Linked DNA regions of Mus musculus: region 1 is linked to region 2. A link is a contact called in public promoter capture Hi-C data. All regions are on one chromosome and are shown on one strand. Each heading gives the region's core, a stretch centred on a gene start, on an enhancer-like site or on the middle of the called end of the contact. The rest is flanking DNA. Distances are from core to core; before and after follow the strand shown.

The links. Promoter capture Hi-C pulls out the DNA fragments that hold promoters and counts their contacts.
Region 1: a promoter capture Hi-C map of liver shows a contact between it and region 2, with 5 times the contacts expected there. The contact joins the promoter of Sfswap here to the promoter of Glt1d1 in region 2.

Annotation. Positions count from the first base shown.
Region 1 is chr5:129,496,975-129,503,444 of GRCm38.p6, forward strand. Sfswap (splicing factor SWAP) reads left to right here and starts at 4,257. Exons shown (of 18, transcript NM_172276.3): 1 at 4,257-4,622. The coding sequence starts at 4,405. Gm40332 (a long non-coding RNA gene) reads right to left here and starts at 4,252. Exons shown (of 3, transcript XR_868547.2): 1 at 4,128-4,252; 2 at 3,546-3,580; 3 at 3,276-3,374. Gm34468 (a long non-coding RNA gene) reads left to right here. Exons shown (of 3, transcript XR_377099.3): 3 at 330-443.
Region 2 is chr5:127,627,589-127,633,577 of GRCm38.p6, forward strand. It overlaps Glt1d1 (glycosyltransferase 1 domain containing 1), which reads left to right and starts at 4,674. Exons shown (of 12, transcript NM_177005.4): 1 at 4,674-4,763. The coding sequence starts at 4,696. It also overlaps a transcript of Slc15a4 not described here.

The DNA.
Region 1 (6,470 bases), core at 3,007-5,506, 1.9 Mb after region 2:
CCCTCCCCGTCAGCGGCTCCTGAACTTAAGGAACAGCATTGGTGGAAGGGCTCTCTAACAGGTCTGAACGGCAAACGTGGCTGCACCTGTAGGTCTTGCCCACCCACCTTCCTTCTCCCCTGCTAAAGCATTAGATTACATTTCTGGAGCTAGCCACCAAGGTCTGTTCTTTTATTTGGCCATTTCCCCATGCTTGACTAAACCACCAAGGTCCTGCTGCAATCAAAATTCATTATTTGACTACACTGGATAACATGTTCAATCAGGATTTACCATGCTAACACAGACTTCTCTTTCTCTCTCTCTCCTTTTGAAAACCATGCCTGCAGAAACACTCGTTGCTGTCTTGTCTGACCCAAAGGCAACCTCCATCTCATCCCCACCCCGAAGACACGATTGCCCCTCCAGAGTAATAAATGTCTGTTGTGCTGAGAATCTGGTGTCTGGATGTGCTCTGTGCTGACTCCGAGGCCCCCTTACACTCACTGGGGATAAGGAGAAGGAAGGAAATTTAAACATAGTTGTTAGGACCTAAAAATTGTTGTTGTTATTATTCTTTCCCTGAGGCTTAGAGCTCTCAGAAAAGTGAGGGAAAGGCAGGAGGGAGGCGAAATTAATTGTGAAGATTTGAGATAAGCTCCTGTCTTTACCTCAGAAATAAAATTCTCCTTTGCCAGCCAGTGAACAGCCACTGCCTCTGGCTGGGTTCCATTTCATTCATCTCTAAACTGAGCTGTCAAAATGCCACGCTGAGGAAGCGAAGCCTGGGACACACTGCAACCAAGGCACTTTTATTTTAAGGTGGTTATTTTATTTAAGATGGTGGGCGTTTGTGGTGATGCAGGTTTCTGAAGGCTGGGGCGGGAAGATCAAGGTCACCCTAGGCTATTTTCGTCGAGACCTCCATCTCAACCAAACAGCAAAACAGGATGTTGGGACTTAACTGAAGTGCTCGACTAGCATGCACAAAACTCTGGGTTAGAGCTCCCTGCCCCAACACCATAGGTCAAGATCCCTTTGGAGGGGTCGAATGACCCTTTCACAAGGGTTGCCTAAGACCATCAGAAAAAACAGATAATTCTATTACGATTCTTAACAGTAGCAAGATTACAGGTATGAAGTAGCAACAAAAAATAATTACATGGTTGGGGGGTCACCACAACATGAGGAACTGTATTAAAGGATCCAAGTGATAGGAAGGTTTAGAAGCATTGACATGCTTCACTGCATCTGTACTTTTTGATGTCAGAAGGTCACCTATGTATATACCAAGCTTCCTTTGAAATAGGTGACAGGTGGCACATTCCGGAGAGAAGCAGCCTTAGCAAGCTCTAAGGGCGTTGTTTAATCTGGGTGCCTCTCAAGTTGGTGTTAAACCCAAGTATAGGGCTAGGGATACAGTTCCATTTGTAAAGTGCCTGCCTAGGACATATGAGGCTCTGGGTTCCATCCACAGAACCGTATAACCAGGCGCACTCCTATAATAGCAGCACTCAGGAAGTAGATGCAGGAAGATCGGAAGTTCAAGGTAATCCTTGGCTACATAGCAAGTTTGAGGCCAGCCTGGGCTACATGAGATTCTGTCTCGAAAAAAAAAAAAAGCTTCGAAGCTGCAGTTTGCCCATGGAACTTGTAGTTCTTATGTACACATCAACTATGTGTACCACTAGACAGAGTTCCAACCTCCTTGGATCAAGACTAATCTATGAGTCCAGGTCTTCTTGGTAATTTTACATACTAGAGGTTTTCTGATAAAGCCAGCCAGGATCCCGGAAGATAAAAACAGGGCAGTTTCTGTTGAGATTTCTATATTAGCTTGTAACTTTCCCCTGTCCAAATGAACAAACAAACAAACAAACAAACTCAGAGAACACAACATAAACAGGGCAGTTTCTGTTGAGATTTCTATATTAGCTTGTAACTTTCCCCTGTCCAAATAAATAAATAAACTCAGAGAACACAACATAAATTGTGGGACTTGATCCAGGAGGGCTTGCCAGTGGTGGCTTCCAGGGTCCCGGAAGATAAAAACAGGGCAGTTTCTGTTGAGATTTCTATATTAGTTTGTAACTTTCCCCTGTTCAAATAAACAAATAAATAAATAAATAAATAAACTCAGAGAACACAACATAAATTGTGGGACTCGATCCAGGAGGGCTTGCCAGTGGTGGCTTCCAAACACAGAAGCCACAGAGGCCACAACAGCTCAAAGTGGGGTTCATTCTGTGTGTGCTAGCTAGCAGTATGTCTCAAACGGGTGAAGCAGAAAACACTCATGCAACAAGCTACAAGAAAGCAAATTTATTTTCCACAAATAAAGCCCACAGGACAACACAAGCCTAGATCGCATTGTGAGCCAGTCAGCCAGAGAGCAAGCCAGGCAGTAGTGGCGCACGCCTTTGATCCTAGCACTTGGGAGGCAGAGGCAGGCGGATTTCTGAGTTCGAGGCCAGCCTGGTCTACAGAATAAACTCAAGGACAGCCAGGGCTACACAGAGAAACCCTGTCTCGAAAAAAATTTAAAAAAAGGACCAGAGAGCAAGCCGCCTGGGGCAAGAAGTAACAGTGTATGCACCAGCTATATCACAGATGTATGTGGTCCCAAAAGGCAGCCTGCAGGTCTTTACCTAGGGGATCATAAGTCACTGACTTATAGTGTAAAAGGGCATTGGGTTCTTAGGGAAGACTTAGATGAAATTCAAATAGCCTGTATGGGGGTCAGAGAACAACACTGGATGTCATTTCTCAAGTGCCATCTCAAGTACATCTAGTGTAATATAGGGCCTTTCACTGGCCTAGAACTCACCAAGTAAAGCAGGTTAGATGGCCATGGAACCCAACACCTCAACCTGTCTCTACTTCTAGAGCACAAGGATTATAAGCAATCGCCATCACACCCAGTACTTTTTGCATGGGTTCTGGCAATCAAACTCAGGTGCTCATGTGCGTAAGGCAAGCACTTATCAACTGAGACATCTCTGCTGGTGTGTGTGTGTGTGCGCTGAGTTACTTTACATTAAAAAAAAATCATTAAATGAATTTTGGCTTGAGGTTAAGACAAAAATTCCAACCGTTTCTTTTTTTTTTTTCCCAACTGTTTCAAAAGTAGACACAAACATTTCTGCAAAGCAACCTTCTCCACATCATAACTATTTTACTTAGTATTCGTTCTGGTGTACTATGTACATGTCTGTATGTGTGTGTGCACGTGTGTACACAAATGCATATGGAGGCCAGAGGTCAACATCAGTTGTTTTTCTAAATCACTATCCACTTTTTAAAAACCTAAGTTATTTGGGGAGGGAGGGGGGTGTCCGTGGCTGAGAAGTTCTTCTCTCCTTCCATCCAGTCGGACTTGATCTAACTCGAGTCGCCTACACATATACACACAAAATAAGTAAAAATTAAAAAAAAAATTAAAGTTAAATGTCACCCCGGGGCACTAAGCAAGACCCTATCTTGAAACTAAAACAAAAAGGGCTGCAGATATAACTCAATGATAGTGTTTTACCTAGCAATGATATAACTCAATGATAGTGTTTTACCTAGCAATGGTGAGGCCCTGGGTCCATGTTCAGAACTGAAAGGGGGAAAAAGAAAATCAAGCATCTGGGTCAGACACCAGAAAAAACTGCAGCCCTGCAGACCTCACGTCGATAATACTAGCATCTTAACTGAGCTAGGACAGTCAGAGTTCGAGTCTAATTTGGATCACAGTGACATCCTGTATTTTAAAAAGGGAAAGGGAAAGAATCTGCTCCCCAGAAGGAAACAACCCGTAGCGCTGTCTCCTAGCTGGAGTCTTTCTCCGCCACTGAAGCCCGTAGCCACTGAAAGCCCGCCACTCCGAATATTTAGGGCTCACAAGTCCTGGAAACGCCCTCAGTCAGGCGGCCAGGGCTAGGCTTCCTAGTGATCTAAAAATCGGGCTGTTAGAAAGGAGCAAACTGTCTCACTAGGACGGCAAAGACGCGTTCCCAACAAGATCCCCACTTGTCTCCACACCTGGCGGCCGCCCTCCAACGACAGTAGAAGTTGGCGCGCGGCCACCAACCGCGCTTTCGTCACATCCTAGGAGGCCTCCAAAAAATGGCAGAAATAAATTTCTTTCCATAAACACAACTTACCATCGCAAGATCAAGTTGGACAACGAAAACTAACATCTACTTAATTTTTTAGCGGCTCAAACAGCTTGCGGACGTGGCGAATCTACCACTCTCACCTCCGGAAAGAGCGGGTTTCCTACCGGAAGTTGCGTCTCCTCCATTTTGTGGCTCGCTATGGCGGCTGTGTTGAAGTTGCGAAGAGGATGCGGCGCCTGTGACTGAGTGGGTAGGCCAGGCGAGGCATCGGGGACGTTGTTCGGCCCAGCAGCAGACCGTCCCGGACGTCGGGGACGCTGTCATGTACGGTGCCGGCGGGGGCCGTGCCAAGCCGGAGAGGAAAGGCGGAGTGAAGGAGGAGGCCGGGCCGGGCGGCACCGGCACTGGGGGCAACCGGGTGGAGCTTCTGGTTTTCGGCTATGCCTGCAAGTTGTTCCGCGACGACGAGCGGGCTTTGGCCCAGGAACAGGGACAGCACCTCATCCCCTGGATGGGGGACCCCAAGATCCTCATCGACAGGTCGGTTCCTCCCCCCACCCGTCGACCCTCCCCTCCCTCGCCCGCTTGATTTCGCCTGATGTTGACTTGATGGCCGGGACCGAAAAAGGGGGTTTTGCGGAGCCCGGGGACTCGGGGGGCCTCCCTGCCCCCCACGTTCCCCGGCGTCCGGGGGGAGGGGACGGTGAAACCGGCCCTAAGGCTCCGGCCAGAGCTGGCGCCTCCCCGTCGCCGGAGGGATCGACTCTGCTCCCACAACCCCTCGAGCCCGGGCTGCCGCTGGCGACTCAGCGCGGGTGGAAGCTGTCCGGGGCCCGCCCGCCCGCGCCGTGGGGCGGGTGCCGCTGTCCCTCCGCTGGCTGTGCGGGGAGGGAGTCCGGGAGTGCGCTTTTGTTCCTCCGAAGCGCCGCACGCCGAGGCCCGTGGGTAGAAGCTTCTTTTGGACCCCCCAACCCCGTGAGGTAGCCTGAACCGTCTCTGGCCGGCTTGACTTTTGGCGTCCGGGCGAGCCCTTCCCCGCGGTTATTGCGACCATTTGCCCAACCGCGGTAGTGGGTGAAGTTGCTGTCTTGTTGGAAGCCGGTCGACCCGTGCGGACCTTGCTCTTAGGGGGTAGCGTTCTTAGAGCTGGTTTCACTGTTTTCTAAAGCCGAAGGGTGGAGCTGGGTTTATACCTTTGTGTTGGTTCTTTTCAAATCACACCCACTGAAGGGTGCCTGGAGTTGAGGGTAAAGGGGTGGGAACGTGAATTTCTGATGGTGTTTGATTTGAAAAGGATGGCATTACATGATTGGGTGTTTTGCTCCCCACCTCTCTCCTCATTTTTTCCATCTCTCTTTCTTTCTCCACCATCCCGGGTTTGGGTATTTGTCCTTCCGTTGGGCGATATTGCTTCTGGGCCCAGGACTAACTGTGAGCAACCATTAAGCTGTGGCGTGGTTTTCTCCAAGTGAAGTAAACCCATCGTTTGAGACAAGTAAAACTGGATGCTGCAAAGACTTGGAACTTGCATGACTGTAGGGATTACCTGTGAGCTGGCCAGAACGGACACGGTTAATGACCAGTAGGCCTTTCCGATCCCTTACGTCTCCATTTGGGGAGAGATCTAGGAAGAAAGGACTTGTGAAGGGAGTGTTGCCTATCAGATCGGCTCTGGATCTGATGGTCCACTCTGCTGGAAGGTGCTATGCCTTTGAACCTCGCTCGGTTGATAGCCAGTGATGCTGCTTCCCAGGCACTCGTGGGGATGTGTACTGTCAAAAGTTGGGCAAATGCTGAAACCTCTACTCCGTATGCAGTTTCCATATCATTCTGTGCATGATATGAGTTAGACCTCCCAAAACCGGTGGGGAGCAAACACCACACATGTATATGTGTAATATTTGAAAATAATACATTTGTAAGTTAAGGAGGTTTACATCAAAGTTAAGCAGATTTTGATAATAAAATGAAACCGTTGGGGTTCCCAGGAAATTTTGGCCTTTTTCCTGTGGTGTATGTTTTCCTTCCTTAATTTGGTCTCCATCACAAAAGTCAACATTAATATATCATGCCAACTTTGGTTTGTCACTCCGAATTCACCTGTGCAACCTAAATTTGAGATTTAAATTGTTGTCTGGCAGCTGTACAGTGACAGCATCTCCATTGAGTCTTATGTTCAAACATAGCAGAACGTGCTCCTTATTCCTAAGTTGGTAAAGTGCCCATTGGTCTGCAACGATGTGTCTTCATCCTGGGACTTAAAGTTAAAGGGACATACTGATGCTGCGCCTTCCGATGGTTTTGCCGTGTTTGCAGTGAACCTCCTTAAACTGCATGTATATGTCACTGTTCCTTTGTATGTGTGTCTCTCTACCACATAACCCAGCA
Region 2 (5,989 bases), core at 3,424-5,923:
GAAATATCCACCACCCTCCACTCTTCTGTCTCTTCCCCCTCCCTTATCCTTTCTCTGTCTCTCTGTCTCTCACTCTCTCTGTCTTTCTCTCTTCTTTTCTGTCGCCCACTACTGCACACTCATACATGCACGCACACACAGCAACCCACAGCCTACAGCATCACGGGGCTGAATAATGACAGAAAGGCTCAAAGTTCTTGATATCAACAGACACGTGGCTGCCTGGCCCATGATGAGCACGAAAGAAAAAAAACAAAACCCAAGTGCTGATTTTTGACTACAGAGCCAGGTCTGAAGGCGGCAGACCCTCGGAGCGCGCAGTACAATAGTCTTTTCAGGGTTGATGAGACACAACTTTGTGTTCGCTCCAGTGCTAGGAGCTAGAAAATGATCTGAGCACACATTATGATCAAAAAGAAAACAGATCCCCCCCCTTTGCATACATTTGAAGAGCCTTATATTAGAAGCAGCTAGAGTAGTATCAGCAGCCTCCCCTCCCCCACAATAATTTCTACAGTTCCTACCATAACGTATTTGCCCCTGGGCCCTTTTCTATTACCTACTTAAGACGATCATATGAGAGCCCCCATGAAAGATGAGCTCATCTGCTTATGCCTTTACTCACTTTACCAATGAATTAATTGACGCCTTGGGCCTGTCCAAGTTGTGGGTCCCAAAAGCTAAGTCAGCCTCTCCTACTTGATGGGACACCTATATTCCAGGAACATCCAATGTGAACTCGAGCCTAGCCAACCCACTTAAGAGTAGCACTGCCTCCTATCAGAAATCAGAACACGGAGGCTGGACAGACGGCTCAGTGATTAAGAGCACCAGCTGCTCTTGCAGAGGACCAGAGTTTGATTCCGAGGGCACCCACATCGTCACCTAGAACTCCAGTTCCAGCTCTGACATCTTCTTCTAGTCTCCTTCGACACTGAGTGCACACGCTGAACTAGAGTGAAGACACAGCATCTTCTTGACAAGTGCATCTCCCCAATGCATTAGGAAACACCTCTGGAGGGAGACCAAGGGACAGCTAGCAGAGATGGAGGGGGACCAAGGGACAGCTAGCAGAGATGGAGGGGGACCAAGGGACAGCTAGCAGAGATGGAGGGGGACCAAGGGACAGCTAGCAGAGATGGAGGGGGACCAAGGGACAGCTAGCAGAGATGGAGGGGGACCAAGGGACAGCTAGCAGAGATGGAGGGGGACCAAGGGACAGCTAGCAGAGATGGAGGGGGACCAAGGGACAGCTAGCAGAGATGGAGGGAGACCAAGGGACAGCTAGCAGAGACGGGGCCATGCACCAGGTGGTGGAACCTGGGGTGGTGGAGCTACCAAAGGAAGAATGTTGACAGCCACCACCAGCAGGGAGCCAACAGGTGCTCCCAGAGCAGGGGTTATCAACCTGTGGGTCACGTTACCCCATAGGGGTCACATATCAGATAGCCTGCATAGAAGATATGTACATTATGAAAATCATAACTAGCAAAATTACAGTTATGAAATAGCAATGAAAATAATTTTAGGGCTGGGCTCAGCGGTTAAAGAGCAATGACTTTTCACTTGAAGGTTCTGAGTTCAAATCCCAGCAACCACATGGTGGCTCACAACCATCTGTAATGGAATCTGATGCCCTCTTCAGGTATATCTGAAGTCAGCTACAGTGTACTTACATATAATAATAAATAAATCTTAAAAAAAAAAGAAAAAGAAAATAATTTTACCATTGGGGAGTTATCAGAACATGAACTGTCTTGAAGTGTCAGAGCATTAACAAAGTTGAGAACCACTGTCCTAGAATGTCCAGAGGGCATGTCCAGATGACATTCTGACTTTTTGTTTTGTTTTGTTTTGTTTTCCGAGACAGGGTTTCTCTGTGTAGTCCTGGCTGTCCTGGAACTCACTCTGTAGACCAGGCTGGCCTCAAACTCAGAAATCTGCCTGCCTCTGCCTTCCAAGTGCACTCTGACTCTTAAGATTTATTCTCTAGAACCCAAAGAATGCCTCTCTGCTGCCTAGGGGTAGAAAGGACATAGGTTTTTGTTTTGTGTATTTTGGTTTGATTTCTGAGACAGACTCTTCCTATGGATTCCTGGTTGGCCTAGAACTCACTTTGTAGACTAGACTGGCCTCATACTCAAGAGTTCTCACTGCCTCTGCCTCCAAAATGCCAGGACTAAAGGCATGCACCCTTATACCAGCTTCAATCCTACTTTTAAAACATACCTTGGATAGGGGTGGGATGGTGCTGGCGAACACCTTTAATTCCAGCACTCAAGAGGTAGAGGTTGTTGGATCGCTGACTCTGGTTTACAGAGTTGAGTTCCAGGATGGCCAAAACCTTGTTTCTCAAAAGACCAAAATCAAACCAACCAATCAGACCAACCAACCAAAACAACAAAACAAAACAAAAACCCATGCCTTTAATCCCAGCACTGGAGAGGCAGAGGCAGGCAGATCTCTGAGTTTGAGGCCAGCCTGGTGGTCTACAGAGTGAGTTCCAAGACAGAAGTCCTACATAGTGATACCCTGTCTCAACCAAACCAAACTAAACTCAAAATGACAAGAGTTTCAGCAAGTTACCTATGCTGGCCTTGAACTTTCTACTCTCCTGCTTTAGTGTCTTGACCAGCAGGTGGGTTTATAAGTGTGTGTCACCATACGTAGCTTGCACCAACAGAGATCATTATACATTTTCTTTTGTTCCTCTGTAGACAGATTAGATCGCAGAGGTGACCTCAGACCTCCCCTCCCATTTTTCTGATAAACAAGCTTTGCCGAGGGTGACAGTGTGCACCACACACTCATCTTTTGGCCAGCTTCCTTGCAACCTCAAAGCACTCACGTCGTCATTAAAAGAACACCATCAAGGGTCCCGGTGAATTTCCAGAAGTATGCCTGAAAAATGAGATGTGCTACTCTGAGGGCATCATTTTTCCTTCCTTCTCTCCTTCCTTCCGGAATGTGAATGTGATGGGTTGAGCTATGGCAGTCAAAAGACGCCTGGAAGACATCTCCAGATTCAAAAATAAATTCTGGGGGGCTGGAGCAGAAGGGAGCCGTTCCTACTGAGGATGTGGGTTTGAATCCCAGAACCACATCAGACAGCTCACAACCACTCGTAACTCCAGCTCTATAGGATCCAATAACCTCTTCTAGCCTCCACAGGCACCTAAACAGATGCACATGCACGCGCGCATGCACACACTCAAAAATAAAACTTGAAAGAAAGAAAGAAAGAAAGAAAGAAAGAAAGAAAGAAAGAAAGAAAGGAAGGAAGAAAAGAAAAGAAAAGAAAAGAAAAGAAAAGAAAAGAAAAGAAAAGAAAAGAAAAGAAAAGAAAAGAAAAGAGCAAGTCCTATTAGTCTTTTCTGTGGAGAGAAGGAAGAATCAGGTAATTATATGATTAAAAAAAAACAATCAAACAATCAAACAAACCAACCAACCTTCCCTTGCTTCCCCCCTGTGAATAGGTAGGAGAGTGGGTCCAGTGTTCCCCTGCAGAGGCAGGCTTTGTCCATTGACAATCAGAGACCAGTGTGTTACGAAGCTGGACTGGGAGAAGGCTACTCAAGGGACCCAGGCACCTACTCTTTCTTCTTTGAAGTTGTTAGGGAGTTTTCAGGGATGGGAAGAGATTAATTTCCGGGGCTATGCTTAGAATATTGGTTCTATAATATTGATGGGCTTTAAATAATGCACATGTCTTTGTAAAACGCCATGAATTCACCCAAATGTCACGCTGTCACAAGACTGTCTCTTCCCACCCTTCCTGCTCAGGTGTATTTAGTGCAGGAGGCTCTGAGCCCTGGGCTCTGCACAAACCTGACTTCCTAGCCTTACACCACACTCCTCAAAAACTGCCTGAGGCTGCGGATGTGGATGTGGCTTAACGCTTGGAAGAAGAGTCTAGCAAGCAAGAAATCCAGGGCTGCTGGGTGCCCCCCCCCCCCCACTTCCCCTCCTTTCCTCAGAATCTTGTGGCTGGTCTTCAACTTACAGCAATCCTCCTGCCTCAGTCTCTGTATTCCTGGAATTGCAAACCTACATCCCTGAACCCAGCCAGCTCCATAACAGCCTTCTCTATTTTGGTTCTCCATACTCTTTCTCTGGAAGTTCACAGAACTTAGTTTGGGGAAGCCAGAGTCTACAAAAGGACGGACTGCCTACATACATAGAGTCCAGGGCATCCTTAGGGTCTAGGGTCCTCTCAATGCAAAGTGAAGCTCAAGTCCCCTCTCCACATGTGGTCTTGTACCTACACCTCACCTGGTCCTAGTCTCTGGGGGAGCAGTCTCTGTATCAGCCACTATGTTGCATGTAGGAGCCCAACTCATGATCTTTACGAGGGGAAGTCACAGGACAACCTATGTTCTTGGTGCCTGAAGAGTGGACAACCTCCCCCCACCTCCCATCTTTCTGAGCTCGTGGCTGTCTGACACCTGGTCTCGTGACCCCCACCCCCACCCCCACCCGCTAGTCTCCTCAGGTCCCCTCGGGGCCCCCAGATCTCCCTTCTCCCTTCCCTTCCCTTCGTGTCCCCTCCCCTGCCCTCCCTGCCTTCCCTCCCTCCTCCCCTCCCCTCCCTACCCCTGAACCTGCGGGCTCCGCCTTGGAACAGCAGGCGGGACCGAATCCACCCCTACCCCTCCGCCCGGGCCTGGTGGCCCAGTTCTTGGCGGTAGCGACGACATGCGGCTCCTGTTCCTGGCAGTACTGAGGCCTCACACTGGCAACGCGGTCACAGCTGGGCGCCTACGGTATGTTGCGGGGACCTGAGCATCCCTCGCGTGGGGATGCCGGACTGGGCCGGGCGCCGGAGCCGCGCGTGCACAAACGGCCGGGTTGTAGGCGCAGGTGCGGGCGCGAGGGGCTGCAGCTCTGATTCCAGCTGCCTGCTGCCCTGTCTGGCTATTGTGAGTGCCCTAGGATGCCGCAAAGAGGCCGCCTGGGCCAGCGCTGGGACGCGGGGTGGTGGTGGGGGAAACCAGAGGCTCAGCAAAGGCCTCGCTGCAGACTTGAGCTTTGGGCAGAGTGGCCTGGGATGAGAAGCGGGGACCCACGTGGCTGGAAAGACGCAGAGTCCCGGTGCATCGGATGCTCCAGCACGTGCGGAGATTCAGGGTCCGAGTTCCGTGGCTGCTGCCATTCCCTCCCCCGCGCCCGCACTTCCTACCTGGTTCTCTTCTGAACGCTCAGCTTATTTTATTTAATTAGGCCTCTTTTTGCTTTGTATGTTTACCTGGGACGGAAGCCTGGAGCCAGGACAAGGCAGGGAAGGCGGGTCCATTCACCTCTGGCCATCTGGTTGCCTGGATCAAACCGGGCTGGTCTGAATCATTGGAAAAGCAGACACTTACGTGCCCGTGCTCACTTGCTCGCTCCCCCCCGCCCCCCGCGCGCGCTCTCTCCCTCCCCTTCCACTTGCTTCAAGACATTTCCCAATGGCTCCCCCCCCCCCCCCGCCCCCAGTGGGTATGTTTCCTCATCATGGGAAAGAGCCGTTGAGTCTTCAAGCTAAAAAAAATGTTACAGTTCCTCTCAAGATCACAGTGAACAACCAAAGGCGGGCAGATGCATACCTGAAGTTTCCCCGGAGTGGTGATAGTGTTGTGATTGTGTGAGATTCCCCTCCCTCTAATTCAGTCACTCTTCGGGCTCTCTGTGGACTGAGCTCTTTCCAGTAGAAAAGTGCAAGTCATTTACAAGGAGAGTAAACACAGGGGTAAATCATTCCAGGGCGATTGGGACCATGGAGCAAATAAAACCATGCTGGGGTGTGGCCAATTTGATAGAGTGCCAGGCAAGCATAGGTGAATCCCTGGGTTCCGTTCCCAGCAGTGCATAAACCCAGGAGGTGCGGTTGTACATGACCACATGCTGATAACCCCAGCCTTTGGGAGCTGAAGGCAGGACCATTAGAAGTTCAAGGGCATCCTCTGCTACTGTCAACTTCCAGCTACTTGAGAGCCTATCTCCAAAGCAA